2 separate regions of the Mus musculus genome follow, and region 1 is linked to region 2. A link is a contact called in public ChIA-PET data. All regions are on one chromosome and are shown on one strand. Each heading gives the region's core, a stretch centred on a gene start, on an enhancer-like site or on the middle of the called end of the contact. The rest is flanking DNA. Distances are from core to core; before and after follow the strand shown. Region 1 overlaps Tbcd (tubulin-specific chaperone d). Region 2 holds the start of Tbcd (tubulin-specific chaperone d).

Region 1 (5,322 bases), core at 2,061-4,560, 110 kb after region 2:
GCCGCTGTGAGCCCCAACTTGTTTGTTGCCTGGCATGTAGGCCTCAGGTAGCTCAGAGAGCTGGTTGGAAACAGGTTTGCCCTCTAGGAGGCAGCGCTGATATGTTGGGAATGGTGATGAGTTGTGATCATGGGGTTCCTAAAAATGGGTGTTTTAGGAGTTGGTTTCTACTTACTGACCTGTATAGTTTGTTCTCAGAGTTAAATTCCGGGATCTTCCTTGGGGTGTTAGTGTGAAAATGTATTCCTAGTGAAAGGTCACTGTCAGGTTCCATCTGATCTTCTAAATAGAATTCTTACCCTGTGGCTTTAAAGAGCACTAGGACATAGCAACAGTGACAAGCCACCCCAGGGCTCTGGTCAGCCAACAAAGAGGGCTTTTATTTAAAAAGTGAAGCCATGGGTCATTTACACTGAACTGTGTTTGTTTTGAATTATCTTCTGGTGTTTAGCAGAGGCAAACCTCACTCACCTGCTGTGTTTGTTCTCTTTGCTCCTCAGGCTGCCTTCCAGGAGAACGTGGGGAGACAGGTATGGCCACTTTATAAATCTTTATTTCTGAAACTTCCTGTAGGCTTAGAGGTAGGAACCCTGGCAGCTTTGGTTTCACATCTTCTTCTACTGTTGGGTGTGGGTAATGGATGAGGCTTACCTCAGAGCAAGCTAATAAACATGGCAGTTCTGGTCCAAGACTCACCATAAGGTGACCAGGGAGCACTGAGTCCCACGTGTCTTTCAGGAAACCCCGTGTGAGAGTGTTTCAGGCATGTTCTGATTTTGCCTCACGTATTGTTGTGGGCTATACACGTGTCAGGCACCAGGTGGCTTGGAGGAGGTGGCTGAGCCCCTGGATCCTGTAGGTCCCTGACCGTCCCTAGCTTGTGATTTGGAGGCTGGCTCCTCCTGCTCTTGATGTTCAGTAGTACTGTAGCTGTGCTCGGGGTTGCGTAAACTGTGCCCATTACACAGCTGATACCCATTACAGACCTTGAAAGAAGGGTTTAAATTCATCCATGTATAAGATTCTGTATAAAGTTGGTCTAGCAGGAGACTAGAGAGGGATTAGGGCATTGGTTCTTAATCTGTGGGTGGCTGCCCCTTTGTGGGTGGTCTAATGACTCTTACACAGAGGTTGCCTACGACTGTCAGAAAACACGTATCTACATTATGATTCATAACAATATCAAAATCACACTTATGAAGTAGCAGTGAAAATAGTTTTGTGACTGGGGAATCACTACACCACGCGGAGCTGTATGAAAGGTTCCAAGCATTAGGAAGGGTGAGAGCCATGGGTTAGGGTCCGAAAGCATTAGGAAGGCTGAGGACCATGGGTTAGGCTCTGAACAAGGTGGGCAGCTGCCAGCATGAGTCTGGACAGGGAGGAAGAGTCCCTGAGAGAAAACAGCTAAGAATGACTGATTTAGGGTTTTATCTCAGTTAGGGTTTTATTGCTGTGAAGAGATACCGTGTCCACAGCAACTCTTATAAAGTAAAGCATTTCATTGGGGCTGGCTTACAGTTTAGAGGTTTAGTCCATTATTGTCATGGTGAGAAAACATGGTGCTGGAGAGACTTCTGTGTCTGGGTCCACAGGCAACATCAAGAGACTGTGAGCCAGTAGATTTGGTTTGAGCTTCTGAGATCTCAAAGCCCACCCCCTAGTGATGCACTTCCTCCATCAAAGCCACACCTACTCCAACAAGGCCACAACTTAATAGTGCCACTCCCTATGACCAAGCCTTCAAACACAGGATCCTGTTTGCACCATTTCTATTCAAACCAGTTTCTTGAGTGCTTGTTAATGCTACAAGTGAGGAAGGCAGAAGGATAGCCCTGCGCTATGCTGATGTGAAGAGTAGACTTGTGTGAAGGCTGATGGGGCTTAGAGAGGTCAATGCCAAGAGGGGTGTGCTCTAGGTGAGAGAACCTGGAGATGGCTTGGGTCAAGAATATTGTGAGGACAGATAGATGTGTCTATAGTAGAGGATGCTGGGCGTGGTCCAGGAAGTAGTAGGCCTGCCCAGAGGAATGGACTCCTCCACTGGGTTGGTCTACTTATGATGAAGGTCTTGACACCAGCATTAATTAGATCCTGGCCAAGATCCCTGAGTGGCTAGTTGAGCATGCTCTATAGCAGGGATGTGTGTGTATGAATGTCTGCTAGGTTCCCTTGCTATCGCCTAGGAGTCTTTGCAGGTTATGATTAACCAGTGAGTAGTTGCCATGTCTAGGACCAGCATGAGGATGCATCATCCTGTGGCTGCTTAGAGTGTTGCTGGGTTACAGCTGTGTGCTGGTGGTTTGCCCAGACCCCAGACGACCCTGTATTCAAGTGAGAATGCTAGAGTGTGAGTGCTTAGTCCCCTTTCTGGGAAGGAAGGACAGCTGTCTGGCCAGGCCGAGCCTTAGGCTGTTGCTTATTCTGGTTGAGTGATATGGGTACTGCTGAGCACAGTTCAGACCTGTCCTTCCTTCTCGGCCACAGCCAAACCTGTGCTTGCACTTGCTTGCCCAGTCATGTGCTTTGGTCTTCTTGGGAATCCGGCTGCAGTCATAGTAACTTTACTTAGGCTGTGGGCTTCTCTCTCATATATGAGAGAATGAGTCTGGGGTCTCCTTGATAAATAACTATACAATCCAAAGCATTTTTGTAAAGCAAAAGGTTTCACTTATGCAGAAAAGTGCGAAGCTACTCAATCCAGCAAGCAAGCACACCCAGTAGGGGTCCTGCTCTGCTTTTAACCCCAGGGTGAGGGATTCTGTGCCCTACTCTGGGTGGTTTGAGTGGTTGGAACTAGGACTCATAAAACTTAACAGGCTAATTCAAAACGGACTAGCATTTTGCTAGGGAGAATAGAACTTGAACATGTATCTTGACTTTAAGAATATACTAATCTGGGGGCTAGAGAGATGGCTCAGCGGTTAAGATCACTTACTGCTCTTCAAAAGGTCCTGAGTTCAAATCCCAGCAACCACATGGTGGCTCACAACCATCTTTAATGAGGTCTGACAACCTCTTCTGGGGTGTCTGAAGACAGCTACAGTGTACTTACATATAATAAATGAATAAATAAATAAATCTCTCTCTTTTTTTAAAGACTATACTAATCTGGAGATAGTCTAACTTAGTGGTGTCTTTACCAATTTCTCTAAACATGGAACTACTTCTGTCTTCTTTCAATTCTGATAAAGACAGTACATTTCATTTACATTCCCCACACCAACTGTGAGGTTGGTTTACACAGGAAGTGGTTAGAGCACCCAGAGTGTGCACTGTGCAGATCAAGCAGCCTCTAGCAATCCCCCTCCGGCTCACCCCCTGGACGGCTTTCTGGTACATAAGATACCTCAGTTGGTTGTTCTCCTCCTGTGCTGAGGGGGAGACAGCTTGTCTTTGAGTAGATCGATCCCTGTGTGAGGTATGGGATGTGGCAGGTAGGTGCTGGTGGTGTGTGCCTGGTGCTTTTCTTGGCTTTTGCCTGTTAGACTTGTGCCAGCTTTGTGCAGAGATAGGGAGCCTTATCTCCTACAGGGATGGAGCCACCTCTGGGCCAATAGCTATAAAGCTTCCTACATACTTATATTTGTCAAGAAAGTTATTTATATGGTTTCTAGATTGTAATATTTTTTTCACCACAAATGATAATATTTGGTCATACCAATCACGTGACAGTTTTAGGGCAGGGGCTCCACAAGGAGTATTCTTGGTAGGTGAGGATGAGGACCTGCCTCTGGTTTTGGGGGACTGATGGCTTGCTGTTAGTGATGCTCTTAGAGGTTGGCTGTTAGCCCTGAGCCTGGTTGTTTCTGTCAGCCACATCCATCCTTGTGGCAGCTAGTGAGGTGTGGGTCCTGGTCCAGGTTTCAAAGCCAGGCAGGCGCTTGCCTAACTTCCATTGGCCTTCCTGCTCCAGCAGGCTCTGGAGGGCTATGCTGTTGTCTTTGTGACCACAGAGGGAGACCAAGCACCATGAGTAAGCACTTGAGCACCGCTGAGATCTGGTGTCACTTTTATAGCATTTGAGTTGAAACGGTTTTGAAGAAGAAGTTGCACTGAGTGCAGCCCCTGGTGGGCAGGCAGGGCAGTGGGATGAGCAGTGACATACCAGGTGGTCCTTTCCCGTGAGCCCTGTGGCTCAGCCTCAGCCGCCTGCCCGTTGTCCCCTCAGAGGCCGTTTCTCACCTTTCAGGTTTTTTCTCTATTTTTACTTTTTTAGGGTACTTTCCCTCATGGAATTGATATTTTGACTACAGCAGACTATTTTGCAGTTGGTAACATATCTAACTGTTTCCTGATTATAAGGTAAGTTTTAACGTGTGTAATATAACTGTCTCTTTGACTTGGGTGTCAAAATTCACCTTCAATATTTCCTTCATTATCCTGTGGTCTGTATATAACTTATGTTGTAGAGAGGGAATTGAGCTGAGAACAGCTTCTGAAACCGTTCTCATACCAAGTTCATCCTGCACGGTACACGCTGGAGAAATGGGCACCTGCTTGTGCTTCAGGGCTAGGGCCACACATCTTCTCTGGACATTAATCTTCTCCTTGTCCTCCTGGTTGGTGCTTTTCTGCCTTGGAACTGTACAGGGAATAGCCACAAGCACAGCTATGCATGCCCTTCTGTGTGACAGCTTTCCCACCTGGTGTCACACATGTATTGATCTTTCAAAATGACATTTTGGATTTGAAGTGACTGTGATTGATTTTTGTTGTTGTTGTTTGTTTGTTTCAATAAAATGTGTTCCAAGTTGAAATTATCTGATTGTTTCTCAGGTGAGTATGATAGAGATATTTGAAAATTCAAGTCAAGGGATAAATATTTAACCCTTAACTGCTGTTTTCAGAAATCACATCCAATTATTTTTGCTGTATAACATAAATACTAGGGAGCAGTTTCACACTCTAACACCAATGTGAAAAGGGTATGATGCTTCGTGAAGTAGTTTATTTGCCTTGAATTAGGAGAAACATGTCAAGTGCATTTTAAAGCATTTTTGACCACTGTAAACCCTCGGGGTAGATTTCCTGACAGCCATGCTGTGCAGACCACGCAGAATTTACACCTCTCCATAACCAGCTTTGACAGACTTTAAAAAAAAGAAGAAGAAGAAAATAATAACTAAAAAAAAACTAAAGGGTGACCAGCCTCTTTTCCAGGAAGAATGCGATCATATTTGCCCTTGCCTGCATACCATTACCCCTCAGTCCAGCACTTCATGTCTGTGTCCACATATTCTTTGTCCTCTGATTATTAGCATGTGAATGTTGTATATGAGGGTCTCTGCCCTTTCTCAGAGATTCTTAGGTAAAATAGCT
Region 2 (5,467 bases), core at 2,349-4,848:
TTTGTTTTACTTTTTTTTTTTTTGGTCCCTTTAATCACTTGTAGTGGTTTGAATAAGGATGGCTGCTGCAGGCTCAGTATTTGAATGCTTAGTCACTGTGCTTAGGGAATGAATTGTTTGAAAAGATTAGGAGTTTGAAGTTTCAAAAGCCCATGCCAGGTTCAGTCTGCCTCTCTCTCTCTCTCTCTCTCTCTCTCTCTCTCTCTCTCTCTCTCTCTCTTGCCCTGTGGATCAGGATGTAGCTCTCAGCTTCCTCTCCAGCACCGCATCCCACCAGGTTCCCCACCGCAAACATGAAGGACAAAAGTTCTGACTGTGTAAGCAAGCCCCCTATTAAATGCTTTGGTCATGGTGTCTCTTCTTTTGGGTAAACTGCTTCATGATTCCACTTGTATTTTCAGTTGGTTCACTACAGTTTGCTGTGTTCTTGGTGGTCACTAAAGCTGTCCTGGGGCCACGAATGTCGTGGCCTCTCCTCTTGTTGCTCAGGTGAATGAATGGCAGGAGGACTGGCCGACCTTCTTCACTCGACACCGGCTCCAAGCTCAGTTGGATCTCATTGAAAAGGACTATGCTGACCGAGAGACACAAGAGCTGTGGTCAAGGCTACAGGTGAGCACAACGTTTATTTCTCTGGGAAGAGGCTGTCCCTTAGGAGCCCATAATATGCATGTGGGGGCCTCTTAGGACTGAGTCAGAATAGGAAAAAATGATGGTAGAGAGGGCTGGTCAAGTTGTGGGTATTTCAGCCACCACCTTCTTATCCTGTAGGTGGAGGGGGGAGGATGGGACAGATCCCTGCTTGAGGTCTTCAATCATTTCACTTGTCCACTCTTTTTTGTTTTGTTTTGTTTTGCTTTTCAAGACAGGGTTTCTCTGTATAGCCCTGGCTGTCCTGGAACTCACTCTGTAGACCAGGCTGGCCTCGAATTCAGAAATCTGCCTGCCTCAGCCTCCCAAGTGCTGGGATTAAAGGCGTGTGCCACCACTGCCTGACTCTCACTTGTCCACTCTTGTCCTCATTTTTTGTCCCTCTGCCAAAGACCCCAGTGTGTCACCCTTAATGAAGGTGTGTGTTCTTGCATCACTTGTTTCAAAACAGAACTCCAAAATATTAGAAACACAATTCATCTATCAGTCTAGGGTAGTGTTTCTCAACCTGTGTGTTGTGGTCCCTTGGTGGTGGGGAGGTCAAGAGACCCCTTCACAGGAGACAAATATCAGATCTTCTGCATATCAGATATTTACATTACAATTCATAACAGTACCAAAATTACAGTTATGAAGCAGCAGCAAAATAATTTTATGGTTGGAGACCACCAGAGCATGAGGAGCTGTATTGAAGGGTCAAAGCATTAGCAAGGTTGGAGACCCTGGTCTAGGGTGAACATGCATCAAAGATTTGTTATTTAATAGAAGAGATGCAGGTACATATGTGTAATAACATAAAAATACCATTTAGAGGGTAGGTACCAAACTACATATTCTACAGCATAAAGCCCAAACAACTCTGAGGTTTTCTCTAAAGCTTTTGGACTCATTTGGTAGTGGCCAGAGTGCTAGACAACGTTACAGTCAGGAGTCAGGTGGGCTTCTTCCCTGGGCCTGGTAGATTATTCGGTTGGCCTCTGGATGCCTCCATGGCTCTCTGCTTTATTTCCAAGCACTGGATAATGGGCCCCTGGGTCTTCGAGTCCCATGTAATAATTTCTCTTCTAGGTGAAGATCCCGGATCTGTTTGCGGGTATAGAGATTGTCCCTGCCCTGCTCCATGGAGACCTCTGGTCTGGAAATGTGGCTGAGGATGACCAGGGACCCGTAATTTATGATCCAGCCTCCTTCTATGGCCATTCTGAGTTTGAACTGGCCATTGCATCGATGTTTGGGGGGTTCCCCAGATCCTTCTTCACTGCCTACCATCGGAAGATCCCAAAGGCTCCAGGGTTCGACAAGCGCCTGCTGCTGTACCAGCTCTTTAACTACCTAAACCACTGGAACCACTTTGGACGGGAGTACAGAAGCCCGTCCCTGGGGGTGATGAGGAAGCTGCTCAGGTAGCAGAGGGCTGGACCTAATAAAATGTCAAACTAGATCCCTAACTGGGCTACTTTTGAGTCGGCCTACAACGCATTCATCCAGAGGCTGAGGTTATGGCAGCGCAGCAGTTTCCAGGGAGCTCCGTATGTAGCTCAGGCTGACACCACAGCAGCACTGTTGCGGGCAAGCTCCCACCTCAGCGGCTGAAGCCCCAGGTACCGCAGGCGAATAGGGAAGGAAGCCACCATGCTAGCCCGTTTGGCTCCGGTCCTTCAGTTACAATCACTGCCAGACACTCTCTAGCACCTCACTGTTTTCTATTTTTTTAGATTTTATTTTGCGTACTCATGTGCTGAAATATGTGTGTATAGGTCAGAGTACAACTTGTGGTTCTCTTCTTCTTCCACTATGTGAGGACCAAACTTGTTACCCCACAACATATCTGAGAAGACTGCTAGGATCTATATTTAAGCCAATAGAAAGTCTTTATTAGCAGGCCAGTGACTACCCTGGGTATTCTGGATCCCAGCAAAACAGTGATCCTTCTCATGAACTTTTAACCACACACACACACACACACACACACACACACACACACACAAATATGTTCTAGGTTGACATACTTCAGTTATCAACAATAGTGAGCGAGAAGTAGAACTAGAGAAGCCAAAAAGCAAAGTTAGCACATTCAGAAACTTTTCAGGACCTACGGACTTTGAAGGATCAAGTCTTTGTTTTTTAGTTTGCCCCGTGGGTGCTGTCGAATGAGTTTTACAGCCTGAATGGCACTTTAATCATGGAGTAGGATGTGCTAAGGTTTGGGGGCCTACTGTTACACATTCAACTCCCGAGGCTTAGTGAAGGAGACTTTGCACACTAAACTATCTAACCACTCCAGTCTTCTACTTCCCAGTGAGGTCTGTTCTGGTGAATGCAGGGCCAGCAGCGTATAGCTCACGTCTTTTCTCAGGACTGCTTTGGGTGGTCATGATGGTGCTGTTTGAGGTCACGGCAAAAGCCTTCATCCTGGAGCAATACCCCATTGTCTCCTACACCCTTAAAGCACCCCCCCGCGCCCCACTCCTGCAGGTGCTCAGACATCATTGCCCCATTCTTGCCCCCACACTCAAAACCCATTCCTCCCCTGCGTTCATACACCACCCGTCCTATTCTGGCTCTTTCTACTAGTTCAGCTTTCCTGCGCTGTCCACACTAGCTCAAAACCTTCCATGTTCCTGCCCCCAATTTCAAACCCAGTTATTTCCTTAACCTTACACACACTCAAGCTCCAGAAGGCTTCCAACACTAGAGTTCATTCCCTGTAAAGATCGTACCGGCCCACTGCTCCGGCCACACCCTCCTTAGCCCCACCTCTTTTGGGCTCCACCCACTCCCTGTTGAGGCTGTAGACATTGGAGGCTTAGTTTTTCTGGTGCTTCCCTTCACTCACGCAAGCATCATTTTGCGCGCTGAGCCGACTTCGCGTGAGCTGTTTTGTTGGCTTGCGCGCCCCGTAGTTGGGGGTCGAAGGTCTCAGGGCGGGGCTGGCAGTTCTCGTGCTGTATCTCTTTTCTTCCCGGTTGCCGGTAGGGTTCTTACGGAAGCTGCTGGCAGGATGGTACTGAGCAATGAGCCGGCTGCGAGCGCCGCCGAGGAGGAGGTGGAGGATGATGCGCTTGTTCGCGCCTCCGCCCTGGAAGCGTTCGGCGAGAGTGCGGAGACCCGCGCGCTGCTCCGCAGCTTGCCGGCGGTGCACAGAGAGCGCGCGTCCCGGGAGGTGGCGGAGGAGCGGTTCCGCGGTGCGGGCGGGGCCCCGAGTCTCTATCTTGAGGTCCTTGCATCTGGGAGGAAGGGACCTGGGGAGCCATACCTCCTGCCTTCCCTGCCATGTCCAGGAACTGAGCAAAGCATGCTTGAGACCTCTCTGTGGATAGGGAGGGAACCAGCAGAATTGTTGGATGAACCTGCCTCCTACGAGAGCGCTCATGGCAAGCAAAGAGGAGCGGTCTGGCACGGCGCTCCTATGGGGCTGCGCTATGAGGCCAGGATTCTGCAAACTCAGAGCTCCACGTTTATCTGGGATCTCCGTTCCAGGCAGAGCAGGAGAGTGGACAGTGCCATTAGATTCCTTTGGTGGTTCTAAATCCCCCAAGTTTAGGTAGGCCTTTACAGTCGTTTGTAATGGATACTGTCCGTCATAGTTTTTGTCAACCTTACACAAACCTAGACATACCTCGGAAGAAATCTCAAGTGAGTAATTGCCACCACCAGATTGGCTTGTGGGCATGTCTTTGCGATATTTCTTTAATTACTAATTGATAAAGGACGGCCCAGCCCACCGTGAGATGTACCATCCCTGGCCTGTGGCTCTGAGCTGTATAAGAAAGACAGCTGAACTTGAGCCTAGGAGCAAGCACGCAAGACTCCTCCGTAGTTTCTGCTTCTATTTGCTTTGATTCATCCCTACACTTTTCTCAGTGATGGGCTGTGAAAGCCAAATAAACCCTTTCTTCCTCAAGTTGATTTTTGGCCAGTTTCATCACAGCAACAGAAAACAAAGACAATGTCCAAATGAGCCCTTTGATAATTAGAGTTTTGTACTTGAACAAAATCATCTTTGTGTATTCCTTAGCTAAAAACATTCTCTCCATAATGTCTTTTTTTTTTTTTTTTTTTTTTTGGATGGGGCTCTAGTTTTTGGGTAAGACAGAGTGGTGGGCTTTGTCTGAAGTGGCAGGTGAGAACTGCAGAGGCAGAGAAACCATTGGATTGGGTAGAAACATTAATTTGCTGGTAGGGGTTGGAAAGCAGGTGACCAGGGTTGGGGAGGTTGTACAGTTATTGGTTTGAACATTGTTGGAAATGAAAGGCATCGTGCTAGGCAGGGGAGGGCTCAAGAAGTGAAGAGGGTCTGACTAGCAGGGGAAGGTGGAGTTGTAGAGAGTTGGAGCACCAGCATATGTGTGAGAAGAGATCGGAGGGCAAGATGTGCAGAGCAAAAGAAGAGCAGGAGGTGTGGTCACACTGGTCCTCAAGAGCCTGACAGATGTTGGGCAGCTGTGAGCATCTGTCAGCAAGAAGCCAGGTGTGTCCCTGGGCGTTACAAGGACTAGGAAGACCCTAGCTGTTCCATTAGAGTTACTGAGAGACGTGAATTTCCAAGGCTCACCTGATTTGATTTTCATGTTATTTTCCTTTTAGTAATTATGGACAAATACCAGGAGCAGCCCCACCTCCTGGATCCACACCTTGGTAAGCATAGATTTTGGTGGTTCAATATCAGATGATCGGGAAGGCTTATGTGTATAGCTGGCACCTGTGTGCTATCAGCAGAAGGTGTCAGATGAAATGTCCCTAGAGCTCTGTCTTTTTTTTTTTTTTTTTTTGTCTGCTGGATGGTTTTATAGACCTGTGATAATGAATAGCTTCG

The links. ChIA-PET counts read pairs in DNA pulled down with a chosen protein or histone mark.
Region 1: an RNA polymerase II ChIA-PET map of memory CD8 T cells shows a contact between it and region 2, with 49 read pairs. The contact joins the enhancer-like site here to the promoter of Tbcd in region 2. A contact is called at or near these places in 7 of 39 promoter capture datasets (embryonic stem cells, hematopoietic stem and progenitor cells, hippocampal neurons and 3 more), 1 of 484 Hi-C or Micro-C datasets (morula), 2 of 115 datasets of contacts at active chromatin or transcription factors (embryonic stem cells and memory CD8 T cells) and 2 of 9 other capture datasets (adipose tissue and pancreatic islet).

The regions. Positions count from the first base shown.
Region 1 is chr11:121,556,456-121,561,777 of GRCm38.p6, forward strand. It overlaps Tbcd (tubulin-specific chaperone d), which reads left to right. Exons shown (of 39, transcript NM_029878.4): 16 at 501-530; 17 at 4,220-4,305. Among named protein-coding and RNA genes, the nearest start is that of Zfp750, 40 kb to the left of the region's middle. Within about 2 kb of position 3,311, at least 84 of the 459 cell types and tissues checked have an H3K27ac peak or open chromatin away from gene starts, as enhancers often do. A contact at or near this core is called in hematopoietic stem and progenitor cells and memory CD8 T cells, where this site is marked.
Region 2 is chr11:121,448,393-121,453,859 of GRCm38.p6, forward strand. Tbcd (tubulin-specific chaperone d) reads left to right here and starts at 3,599. Exons shown (of 39, transcript NM_029878.4): 1 at 3,599-3,836; 2 at 5,239-5,289. The coding sequence starts at 3,653. Fn3k (fructosamine 3 kinase) reads left to right here. Exons shown (of 6, transcript NM_022014.4): 5 at 490-612; 6 at 1,720-2,098. The coding sequence ends at 2,058.